2 separate regions of the Mus musculus genome follow, and region 2 is linked to region 1. Evidence: chromatin contacts called from public Hi-C data. All regions are on one chromosome and are shown on one strand. The core of a region is the stretch at or near the end of the contact, and the rest is flanking DNA. Distances in the headings are between cores, read along the strand shown. Region 1 overlaps Gm46288 (a long non-coding RNA gene). Region 2 holds the start of Blmh (bleomycin hydrolase).

The links. A called contact is a pair of places that touch in the nucleus more often than the background predicts.
Region 2: a Hi-C map of nephron progenitors shows a contact between it and region 1, with 3 times the contacts expected there. The contact joins the promoter of Blmh here to the enhancer-like site in region 1. A contact is called at or near these places in 1 of 15 datasets of contacts at CTCF or cohesin (the NIH/3T3 cell line), 4 of 484 Hi-C or Micro-C datasets (bone marrow-derived macrophages, cortical neurons, nephron progenitors and 1 more), 8 of 115 datasets of contacts at active chromatin or transcription factors (embryonic limb bud, embryonic stem cells, large pre-B cells and 2 more) and 1 of 9 other capture datasets (embryonic stem cells).

Annotation. Positions count from the first base shown.
Region 1 is chr11:76,643,858-76,647,380 of GRCm38.p6, forward strand. The region is part of intron 1 of Gm46288 (a long non-coding RNA gene); the gene reads left to right. Among named protein-coding and RNA genes, the nearest start is that of Gm46288, 19 kb to the left of the region's middle. Within about 2 kb of position 1,879, at least 38 of the 459 cell types and tissues checked have an H3K27ac peak or open chromatin away from gene starts, as enhancers often do. A contact at or near this core is called in bone marrow-derived macrophages and nephron progenitors, where this site is marked.
Region 2 is chr11:76,944,221-76,947,761 of GRCm38.p6, forward strand. It overlaps Blmh (bleomycin hydrolase), which reads left to right and starts at 1,436. Exons shown (of 12, transcript NM_178645.4): 1 at 1,436-1,673; 2 at 2,022-2,219. The coding sequence starts at 1,661.

The sequences.
Region 1 (3,523 bases), core at 629-3,128:
AACCTTTCACACATAGAAAAGACTTTGGTAACTATCTAGGTGGGCTGTGATATAGCTCAGTGGGAGAGCACTTGCCCCGCACACACAAGGTCCTAGGTTCGAATTACAGCAATGCAAAATCAATAACAATAACTAACAACAACAAAAAAAATCAACCAAAAGTGAAACAAAACAGCAAATAAGTTAGTATACAATGACCAAAGTTGGAAGTGATGACATGGTGACAGTGCAGTTTACTGTGATGCGCCATCCTCGGATTCCTCAGATAAACGCAATACAAAGACCCTAAATTACTTAGAATATTCTGTGGTATAACATGCATTGGGGGTTCGTTTGTGCTTTGTGTGTGTGTGTGGCTGCTGTTAATTAGTGAGGTAAGTGACAGTCATAGTGTCATAGCCTTCACTGAGTTTGGTACCAGTTCTGTGCTCAGGTGGCTTTTCCTCTGTAGTCTGTAACATTTTAAGCAGTCCTTCCTATTGCATTCTTTTCAGAGGTTTGATAGAATTGCTCTGTGAACCATCCAGTGAGTGGTTTAATTGTGTTCCTCGGGACCCTTGCTGGGGGCTATGGTGAGGAGACGCAGACTACAAATGACAGATAGTATTTGATTCACATCAGTGCACACAGCTGTAGCTGGTGTAATTGTGTGGTTGGAAAACGACGTCAGCCACAAAAGCAAAGCATTTAGTTGGGGTAAAATTTCAATACTCTGAAATCGTCAAGATCAAATTATTGGGTTTGTTGTTGCAAGAGTGAAGGGAGGAAAAATCACGGTGGCCTTTTCTTTGATTCATTTCACGTTCCAGCCCTGTTCAGAAGCCATAGTTTTGCATCATCAAATCATTTCCAGGACATCTATTCTGCCCTAGCAATGAGTCTGAGTTGCTTCGGGCCACAGTGATAGCCCTACCTCCCATCCCAAAGTGCCTCTGTAGGACCTGACATTTGTTTATCTGAAAGCAATGCCTGTCTGCTGGCGGCGTTGCCTATGCTGTTGGCCCTCACAGGGAACAGGCATCTTTCTTTACTGCTCCTGTAAGCAGCTATTATGCATAAAGATGAAAGCAAAAGCAAGCACCAGGCCTACCCTCGGATTCTGCAGCATCAAACCAGCAAGCAGGGGGATTGTTATGATTTCAACGCCATCCTGGAATAGAGTGTGAGGCCCTGTCTCAACTGAACCAAACCAAAGAAACTCCAACAAACACCACCAATTCCAAAAGCCCGCCTTTAGAATACAAACTGCCCGTCAGTGGGCTGTTTTCTCATTTCCTCCTTGTGAGACAACTAGACTCAGACAAACCCCGATGTCCAATCAGCGTGACCTTGGCAAGGTGGTCCTGTTTCATAGGAAGGATCGGATGTAGAGCGTAAGCTGGGGCTTCAAGTAATAGAACCCGAGGAAAGGTTGGGAGTCAAGTTCTGTGGTTGAATTTCAGGGGTGGGGGTGTTAGTCCAGCCAGCCAGCAACCTTCCTGTGTGGCGGGCGTGAAATTAACTGCCAACCCAGAGGAAGCTGGAAATTCAAGTTGCCCAGATTCATGTCTGCCTTCTACTGATTACAGTCTCTTTGAGGACAGGAACTGTGCCTTTTATGTCTGCTTCCCCAGTGCAGAGAGCTTGCTCAGTGCAGAGAGAGAGAGAGACAGAGACAGAGAGAGACAGAGAGAGAGAGACAGAGAGAGAGACAGAGAGAGAGAGACAGAGAGAGAGAGACAGAGAGAGAGACAGAGAGAGAGAGAAGAGCCTAAACTTGAATTTACATGAGTTACATGACTGCACTCATTTGTGCATTGAGTATTTCTGGGGTGTTTGTATCAAACGCTGTGCTGATTCCTGGAGACAGAGAACAGAAGATGCTCCTAGTAGCTGTGCCCGTGGGGTTTTTGATCCATGACAGGACACGGTAATGAAGTCTAAGGGAGATTGGAGGAGGAACAGTGGACAAGAGCTCATGTCAGACTGGGGAGAGGCACCCCGCCTGCTGTCAATGGGGTCTGCAGAACATAGAGCAACTGGAAGGAAGGCTTTCGGATCTGGAAGTCTTAGAAGTAGCTTAGATACCCTTGGTGGTGAAGCGAGCAGCGAGGAGCTGCTTTTAAGTAAAAAGATGAAAATAGTCGGAGCATGTGCCTCCGCGGCCTCTGATAGTCCGAGAGACCAAATGTGTGCAGAGATCGGCTTCCTTGCTGACAGCAGAGACAGAAGAAACACAGCGGGAGAGGAGAGCCATGCTGCTGGGCTCTCACAGATGGTCTAATGTGTCGTCCTGTAGCGGAGAGCGTCTAAAAACCGGCGGTGACGCGCCCTCTGCTGGACTAAGGCCGTTCTGCAACCAGCGGACTCTGTAAAGCTAGGTTGGACAGCGACAGGAAGGAAGCTCAAATCCAAACAGCATCGTCATATTATCCCTGCTGGTTCCTCCCAAAGACCAACTCAAACTCCCCAAAGGCTTACGTCTACATAGACAGATCCAGTATCTCGCTCCCCTAACCACCCGCAACTTCCCTACCGCCCAAGAACACAAACTTATAAGGAATGAATGATGGGTTAAAACTCCTCACTGTACTGGCCAAAATCATGATCTCCTTTAGTTTCTCAGTACCAGTATTGGACGCGCTCTTTGGAAAATACTGAACTAACTGGTTTGAGGAGCAGTCAGTAGTATTTATGAATATTCGTAAGGCTCTGGGTTCCATCCCCAACACCAAAGAGAGAGAGAGAGAGAGAGAGAGAGAGAGAGAGAGAGAGAGAGAGAATCTGCGTGACTTTATATAGACTTTGTAAGTGCTGGGGATGGAACTTGGGGACTCACAAGGCAAATGTTCTAATGCTAAGCCATAGCCAAGCATGATTATCTTTTCCTTGATTTATTATTTTGGGCGTTGGGGGTGGAACCCAGGGCCTTCAGCATGCTGAGAGTTGCTGTACTGCTGAGCTAGACCTCGGCCCTTTCACCCCCATTTTCTGCAGTAATGAGAAATGGATAATGATGCAGACAGCTGCAACGGCAAGGTCCATATCTTACTTATTGGCATCTCTGTTCCCAGGATTTTCTTAAAAGGTTTTAACGCCCGCCCCCCCCCCCCACTAATCTCTTCTAAACAGTGGTAATTATAAATCCCCAACAAAAACCCAGAGGCTTGTGTGCCTCTCTCAGGCTTTTCATTTTAATAGATCCACTAATTAAAAGGTATAATTTAACAAATAATGACCTAATCATCTCACTCTGAAATCAGACGGAAACCCACTACTAAAATGTTGGACTGGGTAGCGATAATGGATCCGGGCTCAATTCAGCCCCCTGCTGGGTCCAGCCTGGCCCTCTTCCAGCTGCCTTTGATTAGCTGCAATGGTTTTCCAAGCCATTTAGAGCACACCCACTAGAGAGAGGAGAAGTGAGCAATTTAAGGGGCTAAGTGGTTTTTTGGACCCACTCCCACTGCTGACAGCACAAGACAGAATGCTTACCCCTTCCTCACCCTTAGTCACCGTCACTTGGTCAATCCCGTTTTCTCCC
Region 2 (3,541 bases), core at 186-2,685, 300 kb after region 1:
TGGTAGCCAGAAGGAAGTGTTGGCTGGACCCATTGGAACTGGACTTACAGTTTTCTGACTTGAGTGTTGGGACCCGAACTTGGGTCCCCTGGAAGATCATCAGCAAGTGCTTTTATCTGCTGGGCTATCTCCCAGTCCCACATCATGAGTCTCTTGATGACAAGATTAAAGTTTTTAATTTTTTTTATATCAGCAGAAACTTGCTGAGGACCTGTTACACCACAAATGTTGAATACAATTTTATTCTTTGGGCTGAGTCCAATTGGGCAGGAAGTTTGAACATCATTTTTATTGTTTATTTATTTGTTTGTTTATTTATTTATTTATTTGGTGAAAGGGCCCATGATTTCTTTCAGCATGAGTTGTAGCTTGTTTCTTTTTTCTTCAGAAAATGGAAAAAATAAAAAAAAAAGCCCCACAGGATAGGGTAGTTGATGGGCTCCCTTGGAGATGGTTGCTATGTCGAATTGCAGGTCTTTAGCTAAGTCTCTCAGGGACACAGAGACTGAATTCTCAAGTGACAGATGGCTGTCTGCATGTGGCACTTTCCAGACATCAGAATTCCTCTGAACCATGGGTGATTTTCAATTTAAGACTTAGGTTTTAGGCTCCATGGAAAATCTGAATAGTAAGGCTACAGTGTGCATTTGTACTTATTTTATTATGCAGTGGACTCTCCCGCCCCGTCTTGAAAAACTGATTAATTATCTCGAAGACTCTGTGTGTGTGTGTGTGTGTGTGTGTGTGTGTGTGTGATTTACAGGTTTTGTAGATATTAGCAAAAAAAAAAAAAAAAAAAAAAGCATAAAATTGACGTAATCATTCTCCTTAGCCCAAGCTGGGCTCAATAGGAACCACTCATGAGCCTTGCGAAGCCCAGAATGTGTAGATGAAATGAGCAGATGTGTATTTGTAGAACCGTGGTAGTAGCTTATGGGTGGGTGGGAAAGAGATTGGTTCCAAAATCCTTTCAAATACAAGAACTTTGTTCTCACTAGACTCTAAGCAACAAGTTGCAATTGAAAAAGATGAACAGATTGGTCAGCTAAGTGCCTACAGGAAAAGCCTTTGGGTGGATTTCTTGAGATCTGCCGTCCCATGGCTAATTTTGGGTCCCTTACTTCCTTTTCACTTCACAAAACCTCCTCTGGCTTCTCAAAGGAGTTCTAAGCGTCAGTTTCCCCAATGCTAGACAGTGAGGGATCTGGGTTCATCAGCACGGAACCCTCAGCCTCCTTCCTCTAGGAGCTTGGGATCCCGGGAGGGCGCCCTTGAAGCCAGGAAGAGGGATCACAGATGGCGGAGGGCGCAGCCGAGGCGAAGAGTGAGCAATGCTGGCAGTGGGGGCTGCAATCGTGGGTGGCTTCGCCCTGCCGCTCCCGGGCCGAGGTGCGGGCCCCAGAGTCTGAAAGGCCGCCCCTGTCGGCCCTCCCCCGGGCGGGGCTAGCCCCGATGGCGCTGACTCAGCAACGCGAGGGGGGAGTTTTGTCCCTCCGCGGACCCCGTTTCTCTCGGCCACCATTGAGCGGGTTTCCTTCTTCCGGCGCTTAGGGTGCGAGAACCAGGTCCGGCCAGCTAGGCAGCGGACTGTAGTGTAACCCCAGAGCTCACCTGAAAACCCTGAAAACTAACGTTTCCTCCACGAAGCAGTTTGGGCGCCATGAACAACGCAGGTGAGGCACCGCTGGTACCACGAGTGTTTTCCCGGGTCCTCTCCCGGGCTCGGCGGACCCGTGAGGCCCGGCGGCGTGAAAGGCCGTGGGATGGGATGGGGGTGGGTGGGGAGGGGGGGACGGACCTAGGCGAGGGCCGGGATGTAGCCCTCCGGGAGGGTGGGAGAGCACCAGGAGAGAGACGACATCACGCGGGGAGGATGCCGGGAGAGGGCTTTCTGGTACAGCACTCTGCAGGATGCTCTTGCGAAGTTAAATCTAGGATCTACGGTGACCCTATCCTAAAGCTGTCCCCGTCAGCCTCTTTGGGAGGGGATATAATTATAATGGCGTTTGATCTTCCCACAGGACTAAATTCGGAGAAGGTATCTGCTTTGATCCAGAAACTAAATTCTGACCCTCAGTTCGTACTTGCCCAGAATGTCGGGACCACCCACGATCTGCTGGACATATGTCTGAGGAGGGCCACGGTCCAGGGTGCTCAGCATGTGTTTCAACACGTTGTGCCTCAGGAAGGCAAGCCAGTCACCAACCAGAAGAGCTCTGGTGAGGTCTACGACTTCTTGCCTACTTTATTGACAGCAGCACATTTTGTTGTCCTAAAAATGGCCCTGGGATAACAGAGCTTTGTAGCATTGACAGAACTTGTAGTAAGCCAGAGAATAGGCACTAGAAAAGGGCAGGCCCAAGAACATCACCTGTGTGGTGGCTTCAGTGTTCTGTGGCCTATTAGCATTTAGTTTGTTTCCTAACGTGACAGATGGTGGTCTTTGAATGCATATCATCATGTTTTGATATTATGTGATGTTGGATGTGTGCGGTTTGTTCTCGTGCAGTTTTAATCTTAACAGTTCATCTAGAAGTAGCAGAAGAGAGAAACAGCTTATCAAGTTGCAGACAGATAAACCTAAAGCAAAAGATGAGCTATGTACTAACAGATTTGGCCTGTGCCAAATAATTAATAATTAATGGAAAAATATCCATACCATAGGAGATGTCCCAGAATTGCCCTAAAGTCCAAATGTATAAAATAGAAAAAAACATAAAGTGATTACAACAGATTGTAACCGGCTATTTTTAAATATGCTCTGTGGTTGCAGCTGGAGTTGCTATTCTCATAGTTCCTGTCAGTAGTTACTTTGTAGTATTTTGAGTTCTCATTCCTTGCTGGCTGAGAATTGTTGTTTTGCTGTCTGCTGTCCAGTTACAACTGTTGAAAATACATCTACACTGAGAGATTGGTTATCTAGGAATCCAAACAGGAGAAATAGTCTCAAAAAAATTGAACCAAAGGGACCTTGCATTTTTTTTCCCCTTATTTGGAAACTACTCCAAGTCTATGTGTATTGACAGAAAATATGTTATTGCTACTTAAGGCAATTCAAAGCTCAAAGGATACATTTAACATGGGTATTATTTTGCTGTGAGTCAATTATACCATAGAAAATTTGATTTTTAAATTTTAAAGGAAAAAAATTATGACCTTGCAATAATCTTATTATGTAGCAGAAAGTTCTTACTTAGCACTCACAGGCCTTCATTCAGAAGGACTTGGGATGTGTGGTCTGTCAGATGATCTAGTTAATATGTCACAATAATCTTAACATGGCCTGATCGCAGTCTCTTAGGGTAAGCTTGGAAATGTTAATCTGGAATCGGGCAGGTGGTCTTATGTGATAGATCATGTTACTCCAAATACTAGTAGAACATGAGCATAGTACATGGGTGATGTAATATACTTCTGTGAAATATTCATCTAAATAGCTCACCAAGAAGTAGCAGAAATAGGAATGGTGTGCAGGAGAGAGGCAGTGTACAGATAAGCCTAAAACAAAAATTACTCTATTAAAAAACACAATTTAATTTTT